2 separate regions of the Mus musculus genome follow, and region 2 is linked to region 1. Evidence: chromatin contacts called from public HiChIP or PLAC-seq data. All regions are on one chromosome and are shown on one strand. The core of a region is the stretch at or near the end of the contact, and the rest is flanking DNA. Distances in the headings are between cores, read along the strand shown. Region 1 holds the start of Mrnip (MRN complex interacting protein). Region 2 overlaps Maml1 (mastermind like transcriptional coactivator 1).

What was found. HiChIP or PLAC-seq counts read pairs in DNA pulled down with a chosen protein or histone mark.
Region 2: a contact with region 1 is called in an H3K27ac HiChIP or PLAC-seq map of extraembryonic endoderm stem cells. The contact joins the enhancer-like site here to the promoter of Mrnip in region 1. A contact is called at or near these places in 8 of 39 promoter capture datasets (the 3T3-L1 cell line, the C10 cell line, cranial neural crest and 4 more), 17 of 484 Hi-C or Micro-C datasets (B cells, the C2C12 cell line, the HL-1 cell line and 13 more), 6 of 115 datasets of contacts at active chromatin or transcription factors (the HPC-7 cell line, bone marrow-derived dendritic cells, bone marrow-derived macrophages and 3 more) and 4 of 9 other capture datasets (adipose tissue, embryonic stem cells, liver and 1 more).

The regions. Positions count from the first base shown.
Region 1 is chr11:50,172,370-50,176,119 of GRCm38.p6, reverse strand. Mrnip (MRN complex interacting protein) reads right to left here and starts at 1,269. Exons shown (of 7, transcript NM_026543.3): 1 at 1,169-1,269. The coding sequence starts at 1,234. Tbc1d9b (TBC1 domain family, member 9B) reads right to left here. Exons shown (of 22, transcript NM_001290760.1): 22 at 3,335-3,750.
Region 2 is chr11:50,274,203-50,278,085 of GRCm38.p6, reverse strand. The region is part of intron 1 of Maml1 (mastermind like transcriptional coactivator 1); the gene reads left to right. Among named protein-coding and RNA genes, the nearest start is that of Maml1, 16 kb to the left of the region's middle. Within about 2 kb of position 2,310, at least 144 of the 459 cell types and tissues checked have an H3K27ac peak or open chromatin away from gene starts, as enhancers often do. A contact at or near this core is called in B cells, the C2C12 cell line, the HL-1 cell line and 9 more, where this site is marked.

The DNA of each region.
Region 1 (3,750 bases), core at 20-2,519:
GCTTCTGTGGGTACCACATTTTATGGGGTGCAGACATACATGCAAGGCAAACCATACACATAAAAATAATTTTTTTATATAGATACAAAAGCTCCTTGAAGAAATGTCATGAAAGATTATGCTTAACTATACAAAGAGATCTAGGCTGATTCGTAAGTCTCCTGGGACTGACGTGGCATTAGAGATATATACTCTAGATATTCAGGAAGCTGAGGCCAGGGATTAGGAATTAGAGGTCAATCTAAAGTAAATATTGAAATTATGTCTTGGCAACACCCTCAAAACCAAACCAAATTCCACCCCCTAAAACAATAAAACCACTACCACCAAGACTAAGATTTGGGTTGGGGATCAGCTCAGAAGTTAACTAATAAGGTTGAGGCAGGAGGATCTAGAGCCTGGAGCCAACTTGACGTATGAAACAAAGCCTCTCAAACAAACACCGACCACTATCCCCTTTAACCATTTATGGGTTGTGCTGGCTCTAATGAGCATGGAGGTAACTATTACCACGAAGATAAGGCTGCAGGTAGAGGCACCAAGTGACATCCGGGCCCACCAAGGGGAATGTCAAAATGGAGTCCAAACTGCTTATACATTATTCAGTTTTGCTTGTTTTGAAACAGGGTCTCGGATAACCCTGGTTGGCCTCAAACTCGCTAAGCCCTCCTACCTTCATTCATTGCCATGCCTAATCCCATTTTTGGGCTGTGGGAATGTTAGGCGAACACCCAACCCTAGGGCTTTTAAAGCTCACCATTCACTGTAATAAAACTGAGAAGAGACACTGAGTGTAATGATGGGCTAGGTTCTGCGTAGAGGACGCTACTCCTCAACCTGGATTCCTGACCATTTTGCTAGTATCCAATGGAAGCCGCCTCAGAAGAAACAACTACTGTGGATTCTACAACGATCATGCAAAAAACCGACATACACTGGGCTGGGTGGTAGCTCAGTGGAAGAGCGCGCCCACAGCTCTGAGCAGAACCCTCAGCAGCAACAACAGATAAACACAAACAAAATGGCAGAGGCGTGTTGTGAAGTGACAGCAACGAAGCACAGCCTTCAGCCTCGTCACTGTCATTTCCCATGGCCATATGAGACGCGGCCCTCCATATCTCGCCCACCGTCCTGCTAGGAAAGAGGGTGAGGCAGACGCCCACCCCACCTGATGCGCCTGAAAGATGTGGCAGCTGCAGCACCGTAGAACCCGAGACTGCTGAGCCGGCGCCATTCAGGACTCACTCTCCCGCCGTGAGCTCGGGCTCTGCAATCCCGCCCAGGCTCCGCCCAACCTGCGCTGGTTCCGGCCCCTCTAGGCTCAGCTCCACCTCGCATGCCCTGGTGCGTCTCTCCGTTCTTCTCTGACTGAGTCGGCCCCGCCCCTGAGAGCTCTTGAGCCGCTCTAGCCCACTGTCTCGGTGGTCACTGTTCGCCTCTCCGGCCTCCCAACCCCGCCTCCATCCCCTGACAAGCATAAAAAACAAATCAAATCAAAACAAACCAAATCAAGTCAAATCAAATCAAATCAAATCAAAACAACAACAACACAACCCGAGCTGGTGTTCCTACGTGTTTGGTCCATCGCCTTTGGCTCTCTGACTCGGAGCAGGGACGGTGCTTTTCTACAGCCAGGACATCTTTGCATGGCTGACATTATAAACTATCTTGGTTTTGAATTAAAACTGTCGTGTGACTGTGATCTCAGCATTTACAAGACGGAGGCAGGAAAACGTCAAATTAAAGGTCCTTTATCGCCGGGCGGTGGTGGCGCACGTCTTTAATCCCAGCACTTGGGAGGCAGAGGCAGGCGCACTTCTGAGTTCAAGACCAGCCTGGTCTACAAAGTGAGTTCCAGGACAGCCAGGGCTACACAGAGAAACCCTGTCTCAAAAAACAAACAAACAAAAACAAAACAAAAACAAAAAAACAAAACAAAAACAAAACAAACAAAACAAAACAAAAAAGGTCCTCTTTCCCTCCAGAGTCTGAGGCTAGTTTGGGATACAACATTGTAGGAAAATGGATGGGTCTGGAAAGTATATTTTTTATACTTTTTATATTTTTTATTTTTTATATATTTTTTGAGACTGGATCTTACTATGTAGCTGTAGCTCGCTGGCTTTAACTGCTCCTGCAGAGGACCCATATTCAGCTCCTAGCACCTACATGGCAGCTCACGAGTATCTGTAACTCTGTGGGTGCTAGGCATGAACATGGTAAATATACATACATGCCGGCAAACATTCATACTTATAAAATTAGTAAATATTTCAAAAATAAACAAAGTCATTCTAGAGCTCAGTGGTTAAGTCACTAGAGTCCTGTCTCTTCCCCCTGAAACCTGAGATTAAGGCATACCCCCAGGCTGGCTTCTTTTCTTTCTTCTTTTTATTTTTCTTCCCTCTCTGTGTAGCCCTGGCTATTCTAGAATTCCTTCCCTCTGTAGACCAGGCTGGCCTCAAACCCACAGAAACCTGCCTAATTCTGGCCACCTAAGTGCTGAGATTAAAGGCATGCTCCACCACCACCTGGCTTAATTGGTATTTTGAAACCATAAACTTTACAAGATTGGTGTTGAAGGATCATACTGTGAACCCCAAGAGTGTATACTGGAAAAAAACCTGTCTTTAGTTGTGGTGTGGCTTAGCCCTAGTTCACACCTTTAATCCAAGAGTTTTGAAAGATAACTGATCACACTATAAGATTGTATACTGGAAAAATCTGTTCCTAGTTGTGGTGTGGCTTAGCTCTAGCACACACCTTTAATCCAAGAGCTGTTTCTTGTAAACAAGATTGAATAAAGTCAACCATAGGTATGGAGGCTGAACAAGCAACCAGTTGACAGGGAGTGAACACAGGAATAAAACTATAGAAAGTAAGAGGAAGTCAGGAGCATGGATAGAGAGACACACAGGATATAGGAAGGAGGGACATTCAGTTGGAAAGGTTTTTAAGACAGTGTGGAGAAAGAAATTTTATTTTTCCTTCTGGGATGTGGGTTGAAGAAGGTCAGTTGGGTACTTTCTCTTTTCTGAGCTAGTAGGCTTTCACCAGCATGTCTGGCTCCTGAGTCTTCACTTGGTAAAATCAAATGTTTGGGATTTTTTTTACAAAGAACAGACTAGTGGTTGCCTGGCGCTGGGAGAGGGAGCAAGAATGTACTGTAAGTGGATCTAAGGGCTGATAGAGACGATCCAGAAGGGAACAGGAATCTACTGTAAGTGGACCTAAGGGATCTTCCTGGGCTGATAGAGATGATCCAGAATTGTGTTCAGATGGTAACTCAGCAGGTTTACTAGAAATCACCGTTTTGTACTTTAAACAAACAAAGTAATTTTTAAAAAATTTTTTATTTAGTATTTGTGTGGTGGTGTGGGCAGAGACCAGCATGTCCCATTTCATCGCTCTGCGTTATTCCCTTGAGGCAGGGTTTCTCACTGAACCTGAAGCTGGCTATCTGGTTAGGCTGCCCATCTCTGATCACCAGCACTGGGGCACAGGTGGGCATGACCATGCCCAGCTTTTACATTCGTGCTGGGAATCAGCAAAGTTTAAAGTATTGTTGTAAATAATACCTAATGTCTTCTTATTTATTTTAGCTTTTTGAGACAGGATCTCCACATGTAGCTTAGGGTTGGCCTCAAACAACACAATTGTCTTACTTCATCCTCAAGGGCAGGATTATAGACATGCCACCCACCGCACTTGGCTTTATCAGGATCCATTTGTTGGTAGAAGCAAAAGCAG
Region 2 (3,883 bases), core at 1,061-3,560, 100 kb before region 1:
GTGCTGCTCCATCAGGGTCCTGTGTTATCGCCACCCAGCTCAACATTAGGGATCCAGGTCCCTGGCTCAGCACTTTCCTTTAGAGAGGGAGACTGAAGTGAGACTGAAGGAAGCACACTGAAGTCTAACAGGCAGAGATCAGCTGAGCACAGTGAACCTAGAGCCCGGGACATGGGGATGGGGTAAGGAGGATGTGCATAGGCTCTGTGGAGCAGGTGAATGCATCCGGAGACAGAGTGAACTGACATACTTCCGAGGCAGCCTGTACTCACAGTGACTTCGGAACCTAACCCCTGCTGTTCTTGAGGAGAGATGAACAGCTCAGGCCTCTCGTTCCCAAATGGCCTTTTGCCATTTATTGTTTAAGATGGGGTCTTGCTTTGTAGTTTCGGTTAGCTGTGTGACTCCTGCCTCTATGCTGAGAGAGCTAAGATGACTCTGTGCCTCCAAGCCTGGGTATTGAGGGTTTTTTTTTTTCCCCATCTGTTTGTTTTGTATTTGAAAGAAAGTCTCACTATCACCTAGCATAGTCTTAAGCTCCCAGATTCAAGCAGCCATCCCTCCTCAGCCTTTTAAGTAGCAAGCAGCTCGGCACTGTATGGTACTTTTTGGTTTTGTATAGTGTTGGAGATTGAAACCAGGGCTTTGATGTGCTAAGCAAAGACTCCAGTGAGCTGCATCACCAGCCCTGTAACCTATGTTTTGAAGCAAATCCCAACAATATCAGAAGTGAGGCCTGGGGGCAGGAGAAGTGGCTCAGCAGTTTAGCTGCTCTTCAAAGGATCCAAGTTCAATTCCCAGCAACCACATGGTTCTTCACAACTACTTTTCCAGATCCATGTGATCTGATGCCCTCTTCTGGCCCCTATGGGACTGCATGCTTGTGATGCACAGACATACATACAGGCAAACATTCATACTCAGGGTGTGGTGCATGCCTTTAATCTGTGAGTTCCAGGCCAGCCTGGTATACAAACTGAGTTCCAGGACAGCCAGGGAGGGCTCCATTACATAGAGAAATCTTGTCTTGAAAAATAAAATTAAATAAATAAATAAAGTAAATAAGGTTGAAAAGAGAATCAGACATGGTACAGAAGCAGGAGGATTAAGGCCAGCCTGGGCTATAAAGCAAGACTGTGTATCAAAAACAAAACAAAAGAACATGTACTGTTCTTAGAACCTGGGTTTGGTTTGTAGCTCCCATACCAGGCAGCTCACAAGCACCTATGACTCCAGCTTCAGGCAATCCAACATATTCATTCATGTTCGCACATAAATAGAAATAAAAAATTCTTAAAAATAAAAAGAGGAAAATCCAAGGGGAAAAAGTTGGCAAGGAAAAAGTGGATAAGGATATATCGCCAAGTTTGACAACCTGAGTTCAGTTTCCAGGGCCCACATGGTGGGAAAGAGCTATTGGACTCTCCCCCAAGTTGTCCACACACATGCCTTGCTACATGCACACACAATCCCACAAACACATAAACAAATGTAAAAAAACAATTTTTTTAAGGAAGAAAAGGAGGCAGGCATGGTGGTACATACTTTTTAATTCCAGTACCCAGAAGGCAGAGGCAGAAGCAGAGGCAGATGGATCTCTTGAGTTTGAGGAGTCTGGTCTACAGAGCAAGTTCCAGTACAACCAGGGCTACACAGAGAAACCCTATCTCAAAAAACTGGGGCATTGGGGGATGGGTGGGTAGGTGGGTGGGTGGGTGGTGGAATTTGGAGGACCACTGCAGACGTCCCAATATCAGAATAATAGAAATTACAGTAGGAAAATAAAGTGGGAAATTACCTATATAACTTAATTTTGACAGCTGCAGGGAATGATCTGTCATTAAAGGGTGTGCCTGTGCCCAGACTTAGGTTAGTAAAATAGAGCCATGTCAGTCATGCCATCTCAAAGTTCTGGAAAGAGGGTCCCTTGTGACCCACACCAGCAGTAGAAAACAGGAAGACAGCTGAACAGAGCTTCAGAGTCCTGAGGGGATCTAGGGCAATGGTAAGTGAGGAAGTATGAGCTGGGCATGTGGGAGGAGCTGAATTTGCTTCCCTAGCACACAGTCCATGCTGGGTGAGCGTGGGGGCTCACTGTGGAGCAGAGACAGATGGGCGAGGGCACTTAGCTGGACTTGTCAGAGTACTGAAGTCTGGAGTCACCTGAGAGACCCTGGCTCAGTGGATAAGGTGGTCAGTGATTGAGAAAGATACCTGAATTCAACCTCAGGCCTCTACACACACACACACACACACACACCCCACCCCCACATGCTGCATGTGTGTGGGTCAGAAGGCACTTCCAGGGTTCTGGGGAATAACCTCAGGTTGTTAGGCTTGGAAGCAGGCATATTTACTCACTGAATCATCTAGCTGCCCCTCCCTCGGTTTTAAATAAGAGCTTTAGTGTGATAGTAGTCACATGCTGCCTCATTCTCCCATTTTAGATACCTAGTTCAGTGGGCATGCTAGTCTATTCATAGAGTTGAGCAGTTGTACGTCACTTACAGAACGTGTTCCTAGTAAGAAATGCTACATCTCCTTCAGCTCTTCCTCTCTTCTACAGCCCCCCTCCTCCTCCTCCTCCTTCCTTCCTTCTCCTTTCAGTCCCTGGCAACCACTCAGTCTGTCTACCTTTCAAACTGAGTTTGAGAAGGAATTAGCTCTCCATGCTCACCCTTTATGCCTCCTCACCTGGTAACTTCTGCTTAGGGAATTTAACCAGGGACCCTCTAATTGCTGGTCTGCTGCTCATGTACAGTGCTTACCTTTCTGTTGTATTTGGCCTGCCTTTCTCCTTTATGCTCTGTTTTCTTCTGTCCTCTTGCTTGCTTCCCTTTTCCTGAGTGATAAGGTGTGCTATTAATGTTCCAGCCATGTCCTGCTAATGTCTCTCTCCACAGCACACAGTCAGTATCACTCACTGTTCCTAGATATGACGTGGGAATCCCACAGCCATTTCTTCATGGGTGAGATGAAACTCACCTTGTTCCTCATCGAGGAGGAAGAGGAAGAAGATGATAAAAAGGCATTCGAACTTGCTAGAAAGCCCTACTTCTTTTAAGTAAACTAAACCTTCCAAGTTGTCTTCAGCCTAACTAAAATAGTTCCTTCCCCACTCATAAGGCCTTCTCATCTTTCAGACATTAGTTACACTACTTCAGGATCTGAGAATGTGTCTCTGTTGGTTGAGTCACCCTCAGCTAAAAGAACTTCAAGGCCAGCCTGGGCTACATGAGCTAGTTTAAAAGAGAAAGGGGAGAGACTGCTGGACAGAGTGGCCTTTCCATACTACTTTTGTAGTTTCCTCTTAATCTAAAATGAATTCACAGTAAACACTTAAGGACAATGGAGGCAGGCAGTACCAGTGTACTTGATAAACCTGTTCTCTTCCTAAAAGAAAACAATGTGGGCTGGAGAGATGGCTCAGTAGTTAAGAGCACTGACTGCTCTTGCAGAGGTCCTGAGTTCAATTCCCAGCAACCACATGGTGGCTCACAACCATCTGTAATGGGATTGGATGCCTTCTGGTGTGTCTGAAGATAGCTACAGCGTACTCACATACATGAAACAAATAAATCTTTTTTAAAAAAGAAAAGAAAAGAATGCAATGTGCATTTGCAGCATGGCGACAGTCCCAGCCTTCGGGATGGCAAGGCAGGACAGTCAAAAGTTCAAGACCCGACCCACAATAACACTCCAAAAAGTTTTTAGGCACCAAACTGTAAAGTCGGCTGGAGGGACCTTGCCATCCTCAGAATGTCTCTGGCAAGTGGGAGGGACCTCCAGAGGCCTCATGTACTCCCTGTGCTGGGCTGTTTGCACCCTAATGGGCAACTATTTTAAACTACAGGCAAATGACATAAAAGAGGTAAAATCCTAA